Regions from separate parts of the Mus musculus genome. Here region 1 is linked to region 2. The links are chromatin contacts, called in public promoter capture Hi-C maps. All regions are on one chromosome and are shown on one strand. The core of a region is the stretch at or near the end of the contact, and the rest is flanking DNA. Distances in the headings are between cores, read along the strand shown. Region 1 holds the start of Msantd2 (Myb/SANT-like DNA-binding domain containing 2). Region 2 holds the start of Aplp2 (amyloid beta (A4) precursor-like protein 2).

Region 1 (3,670 bases), core at 557-3,056, 6.3 Mb after region 2:
AAAACACTGAGTGACCGAGAGAGACTGCATAATTTATTCATAATATCATTGGTCAGCTGCCTCAGTTACAGTCTGCTTTAAAAACAAAAAACAGAGGCAGGCGGATTTCTGAGTTCTAGGCCAGCCTGGTCTACAAAGTGAGTGCCAGGACAGCCAGGGCTATAACAGAGAAACCCTGTCTCGAAAAAACAAAAAACAAACAAAACAAAACAAACCAAAACCAACCAACAAACAAACAAACACCCCCCCCCCCTTTTTTTTAAATTATCTTGCGTGGGGCCTGGAGAGATTACTCATTAGTTACTCTTACAAGGGACTCAGAACCTGCAGATGGCTTGCAAGTCTTGTAATTCCAGTTCTAAGGGATCTGATGCCTTTTGCTGACCGTTACCAACATCAGGCCCCTTCACACATACACACATAGGCAAACGTTTATACACATAAAACTAAACGAACACATTTTAAAATGAAGTTTAATTTTGTGTGTAAGTGTGGGGATATGGGTGGCATGTCCCATGTATGACGGTCAAAGAACAAGTCATGAGAGCAGGTTGTCTTCAGTCATTGGGCGGGCTTGGCAGCAAATACCTGTACTGGTTGAGGCATCTTTCTGCCACTACTGAGGTTTTAAAGTTAATGATCTGAGATAAACAGGATTTCCAGCTTTAAAGAATATGGAAATTGACTAGGTGGTGGTGGCAGCTCAGGCCTTTAATCCCAACATTCCAGAGGCAGAGGCGGCAGGCGGAGTTTGAGGCCAGCCTGGTCTATAGACTTAGTTCCAGGACAGCCAGGATAACACAGAAAAACCTTGTGTCAAAAACCAAAATAATACCACACAAACAAGGTTATATCTTATAGCTATATGATACTTCAATGTTCAAGACTTTACGGAAATATTCAGGAGTGAGTGATGAGTGCTAATTTACTACTAGGTCACAGGAACAGTTTCATTTCCTTGAACTTGACTGGGAAATTTTAAACCAGTCCCAAATCCCAGTGGACTGAGGTACCGGAGTAGCTATTCTGCTGGGCTCTGGAGCTCTTTCATGTCCCCATTATAGATACTGTATAAAAGCAAGAAAGACATTTACTTTATCATTGGCTACACAGTTACTCAGAGGAACAAGAAAACAAACGAAACGAAGCTTGTGGGTGTGGCTCAGTGACAGGGTGTTTGCCTAGCAGAACACGTGAGTGCAATCAGAGTTGCTATAGAGGCTGAGTTTCTTGAAAAGCTAAAGCGTGCAAACTCTAACTCATATCTGTTCTCGAAAGTCTTGTCCAGAACCACTGCAAGCAGCCTTCCCGCTTTGCCTTCCTCCACATACCCTTTGTAGGGTTTCCTAGTCTCCAGTCTGGACCTCGGTTCCCGTACCTAAAGGCGGGCTTAGAGGGAGGATAGGCTCAGGGGCGGAGACAGGAAAACAGAAATAGCCAATTCGTCCTTAATTCGAGGCCCTCGCGGGCCTCACCCCTGTTGTGAGGGTTGAGATTGGAAAGGAAGTGGGGAGGCTCCAACCAGTCCTTCACTCCCGCGCCCTCATGCCCCCACCCTTCTCTGCTCGGAGCTTGGGTGCGCCGGGTCCCAGCTTCTCCTCCCGGGAGAGGAGCGGCCGGCACCAGCTGGCTGGAGGGGAAAGGCGAAGATTTGCGGGCTGCTTGGGCCAGCCAGACACATCCTCCGGGCCCTCTGACCGCGGCGAGCCACTCAGCCCCGAGCCAGGCCCCAGGGCAGCCCCGGAGACCCCGGTGGCCGGATGCAGGGGTGCGTCACTTCCGGGCGGTGCAGCGGCGGCGGCTTGGAAGATGGCTGCGCCCTGTGGCTCGGAGCTGCCCGCCAACTCGCCGCTCAAAATTCCGAAGATGGAGGTGCTTTCCCCGGCGTCTCCCGGCGACCTGAGCGACGGGAACCCATCGCTGTCCGACCCTTCCACGCCTCGGGGAGCCTCCCCTCTCGGGCCCGGCAGCGCGGCGGGCTCGGGGGCCGCGGCGTCCGGGGGTCTCGGGCTGGGGCTGGGGGGCCGCGGCGCTGCCTCGTCCTCGGTCTCCTTCTCGCCCGGCGGCGGCAGTGGCGGGGCTGCGGCGGCCGCTGCCGCCGCCTGCCGGGGTATGTCGTGGACGCCGGCAGAGACGAACGCGCTCATCGCTGTATGGGGCAACGAGCGGCTGGTGGAGGCGCGGTACCAGCAGCTGGAGGGAGCCGGCACGGTATTCGGCAGCAAGGCCCCTGGGCCGGCCATGTACGAGCGCGTGTCCCGGGCCCTGGCCGAGCTGGGCTACGAGCGGACCCCGTCCCAGTGCCGGGAGCGCATCAAGGTAACCGGCCGCTCTGCCCGGGGCTGCGAACCAGAGGCAGAGAAGGCGGGGAAACGGGCCTGGGGGCGGGGGCCGGGCCGAGCGCGGGGCTCCCCTCCCGGGCCCCGGGTATCCCTTGTGTCTGCTCCGCCTCTTTCTTCTCTCCCTGGGAAGGGGCGCTTCTTTCCAGATGGCCGCCAGCCCGTAGGTTTCCTGAGTTTGAAGTTGGGCGTGTCTGCCGCCGCCCCTCTTTCTTGCCAATTGAGGATGTTCCTGCGCTCTGAAGTTGGTAGTTTCTCTCATTGTGCGCGGGGCCCGCAACTGTCGCGGGTGCTGTCGCCCGCACTGCTTTGTTCCCAGATAGAGGGGCTCCCAGACTGAAGCTTTCCAGCTGGGATGGAATTGAGGAAGGGTAGCAGAGGGCCGGATGAGCGCCCAGTGTAAGATTTTTTTCCTTTGCTGAAGTTTCAAGAATAGAGCATTGGGACGGCTGGCCTTTTGTGTCAGTCGCTTTGCTTGTCAGTTGAGGTGATACAAGGACTAGCAAGATTTGAGGTGCTTTTGGAGAGCTGGAAAGGCTTAGTGAAAGAAAGGTCGTGTATTGTTATCGTGGAGGTAGAGGACAGTAGAGGACACCTTGAACGTTAGTCTGCTTGAAGGTTCTTTTGGAATTTGGACTGGCGATCTTTTCAGAGTCAGGTTGCCTTGAGAGTCAGGAGGCTTCTAATTCTGAGGAAGCCCTCTCTTGTCACCCAGGTTTTTTCTGCTTTAGTTAGGGTGCCCGGATGCGGACAAGTAAAACCGAGTATGCATCTGGCCATCCTTATGCATCAGCATGTTTAAATGTGGAGGCTTAATGTGGGTTAATTTTACCATCAGCCTGCATATCGGTTTACTGTTTCTAATGCGTTGTCTAGGCCTTCGTATCTGCCTTTGCAGACAAGGAGCTGTACTTTAGTTAAGCTCTTCCCTCTTACTAGTGTCTGCTCAGAGTTTCTCCCAGTTTTCATTGAAAACATTACATTGTGTTTACCTAGTGTTCACTTCTCATAGTGAAGGCTACTTTTTCTGGGGACGAAAAAGAGTCACAACTGAGAATATCACATTAGCAAACAACCATAAAACTCAGTAAGAATAGTTGTTTAAGTAAGGGTAATCACACTGAATGGGGGGTGGGGGGGATTGTGCCATAGTTCATGAGGCCTTGGCTCCACAGATGTTCATTTGGAGACGTTGTTACTTAGAAAATTTGTTCCAGAAACAGCGGTTTCATTGTTAACTGTTAGATTAATTTTACACCCATTAGAAAGCAAAGTTAGATTATTTGATTATGTTCATTTGAGGATTCTTATTGAGCTCCTTTGTTAAACAA
Region 2 (3,300 bases), core at 717-3,216:
AGGCAGCCAAAGGAAAGACCACTTGAGACAATGACAGTGTGAATAAAAATATTGTTCCAAGGAAGTGAAAAGTCTACAAAACTCCATTTTAAAAGCATTCTGCAAAAATGTTTTTTACTTTGTTTAGACAAACTTTTCAATTGAACAGCGTGGCGATCTGTCAAAATTAATCCATAACAACTAATTCTGATATTGGTATTTTTCCCCTGGAGACATTAAATATTAAATGGATTCTTTAAAACTGATGAATTCTTTATTGTGAATTCACTAGTACCTAAAGTTTCTCACACCGCTGGAAAGTGAGGTGGAGTGTGAACAATGGTTTTTGACACTGACCCATTAAGTCCCACCCAATATATAAAACTCGGTCTCCCCACCCTTCTCTTCTTATCCCCGCTCAATGTAGCTGTTTCCCAGTGACATCTTATCAGGGATCACAGATACAGCCCTACCAACTGTGTGGAAGCTGAAAGAATCGAAAAGTTCGTGTGTATAAACATTAACTGTTTCTACTTAAGACTTATCTTTTTTTCCCACCTCAGTCAAAAAGTTTCAAGCAAGATGAATACAAAGATTGTTTTAAGATGTGCCATCCGGAAGATTTTTTTCCTCATTAGATCTTTTTACCAATAGAAATATTTACACATTCTGTAGAAATGAATTCACTCTGAGCCGGGTTTTTAATTAGAACATTCTCAGGTCATGCCTATTTTATCAAACGCAATCTCTGACACTGGCTCAACGTACAGAAAGCCACGGTGGGTTTTTTTTTTTTTTTTAATACAAGCAGGCGCAAGAAGAAATAAACAACACCAGAAACACACAGTCCAGTCCTACAGTTCAAGCATTATTTCGAGAAAGTAAGTAAAAATAAAGTCCCATGTCTCCCTAGGCGACAGAGGGTTCTTGCGGGGAGGCTAGGTGCAGAGCAAGCTGCAGTACGGGTTCCACATCCGACATCCTGGCTCTTCCAGCGGCCTGAACTCCCGCCAACCACCTGGGACCCTAGACGACTTCACCAGGTTAACGGGGGTGACCTCTGGTGCAGAACAATCACTGTGACCCTGACCCACGTAAAGTACCCCCTGAAGCTTTCCAAATGTACTGGTGGATAGCTTCAACGTCCCCTGGGAGGAGGAAAGCCGGGCTCCCTAGTTTGCCAGACTTGTGCAAACGACTGGGAGGCAAGGGAGGGCGCAGAGCGCCCCGCTGCCCTGGCGGCGCCTCCTCTCCCCGCTCCCTCGGCATCTCGGCCACTCGCCAGGGCTGGAGCCGCATCCCCGCTGCCAAGTCCACCTGGTCAACGACTGCTGCGCGCCGACCGTCAAGGTGCGAGCCCGAAGCCCAGGCCCCCGACCGCTGCGGGCACCGGGGACCCGGTGCAGGCCGCCCCATTTAGAGCGCCGCGGGGCCGCAGGGCGCACGGCTGAGGCGCGCACGGCCCCGGGGGAGGGAGAGCGCGCGGTGCGGTGTCCCCGAGGATGCGGCGGCGCCGCCAGCGGGTAGGGGGCTGGGGCGGCCCCGCAGCCCCGACGCCTTTCATTTGGCCTCTGCGGCGACAGAGGCAGCCCGACCTCGGCGCTAAGCTCTGCGCAAAGCTGAGGCGCGCGGGCGGGGTGGGGGGAAGGCAACCCGCCGCTGCGCCGAGCCTCGCGCCGCGCCCCCGGTCCCACGCCCGCCCACAGGCCGTGCTCCCGGGCGACCGGAGGAGACGCAGATCGGGAGCTCGCCTGGTCCTCACCTCTATGTAGCCAGCCAGAGCCGCAGCGGGCGCCGTGAGCCCGAGCAGCAGCAGGACAAGAAGCTTGCCGGTGGCCGCAGCGGCCGCGGTCCCGGTGGCCGCCATCCTTCTCCAGGTCGCTGTGGCGCTGGGCTCTCCCCGTCTCTCGCACAGCCAGGCTACAGCGCTTCCCTACCGCGACCCAGAAGCGTCTGAAGCCCGTTCGCCGCCGCCCCGGGGGTTTTACATCGACCGGAACTGACTTCACAAAACCACGCCCCTCTTCGACAGGACCCAATACGAGCCGGCATAACTGGCCTAAGATACCTCCCCTTGTTTAGCCCAGGTCCAATCAGAGCACGGATACACCGACTCCCCTCCCCGCCCAGCGCGTGCCCCCTCGTGGCCCCGCCCCAAGCCACGGCCAGCCCCGCCCCCGCTCTGGACCCGAGGCTGGGGGCGCAGGAGTCTTCGCGGGTAGACCGTGGGCCGCTGTTCCCAGGGCGGGAGGCTCCTGTTTGGTTGTCTCCTGGGGTGGCTCTACATCATCCACCTTCAGCATCGGGATTTGGGCACGCCCCACTCCCCTAACCCTGCAGGATATTTTCCATATTCCTTTGGGTACCGCCCTCTTTGGGGCTTCTGGAAAATGTTTTAATTAAAAACAGGATGAATTGTTGGGAGTTCCGGACGGTTTGCAGAGGACCGACCCTGTCGCCCTGGAGGATGAACGCCGACATTCTGCTCTCCCCAGCGCTGCACGGGGCGCGCTCTTCCCCCCCAGACCTCTGCGCCCTTGTTTCGCCCCTGAACCCGCAGTGTCTGCACACCGCTGACCTCTGCTCCTTAGGTCCTTTCCCTGCCCCTCCTCGTCGTCACAGCCCCTGCGGCACAGAGAGGCCTTCCCCGCCGAGGCCAGTGGCGCCAGGCCACTGAAACACAAGCTCCCACCCCCCCACCCCCCTTCTCATGTGTTTCAGGACAGGATTCTGGCATCATTTTTCTTCAGTTTAAGATCTCTAAAGCAAAAGACACGCTTTCTCTCTTTTTTCATGCTCCCCAGCATCTTGGTTCCTGGGAAAGCGGCCTGCTGCCCCAGTTCACAACTGGCACCTTGTCCTCTCCATCACGAGGGCTCTGCTGGCTTTGTTTCCTTTCCGTAGCGGGTGATTTATGTACCACCCTCTGCAGAGACCTGGACTCATTTCTTTAGCTTCAACCATATCAAGAACCAAGTTCCTCTCCGCAGGAAGCATCTTAGTGGAGAGGGAGAGACAGTGTCTATAGTGGGCAGAGTGGGACAGTAAGGACCCTGTATTTTACAGATGCATTCTGCAACTGCACGCCAACGTAAGCAGTCCCGCTGTGGTCAAACTGGCTCTGCCTCATTCTCAATGGATGCCAGACACCTTTCCATTGCACAGCCCTTCCTGCTCCTGCTCCATTCCCACAATCCTCCATTCCACCTACAGGAAACACCTTACACAGATGTCATTTCACCCACCTCAGAATGCTGAGAGGGCTGTATCATACCGTGGCACTTTCCCATGGCTAGGTCTCTATGTCTCTCACATCACTGA

Evidence for each region. Promoter capture Hi-C pulls out the DNA fragments that hold promoters and counts their contacts.
Region 1: a contact with region 2 is called in a promoter capture Hi-C map of pre-B cells. The contact joins the promoter of Msantd2 here to the promoter of Aplp2 in region 2.

Annotation. Positions count from the first base shown.
Region 1 is chr9:37,487,515-37,491,184 of GRCm38.p6, forward strand. Msantd2 (Myb/SANT-like DNA-binding domain containing 2) reads left to right here and starts at 1,807. Exons shown (of 4, transcript NM_146222.2): 1 at 1,807-2,319. The coding sequence starts at 1,810.
Region 2 is chr9:31,209,882-31,213,181 of GRCm38.p6, forward strand. It overlaps Aplp2 (amyloid beta (A4) precursor-like protein 2), which reads right to left and starts at 1,967. Exons shown (of 18, transcript NM_001357698.1): 1 at 1,742-1,967. The coding sequence starts at 1,846.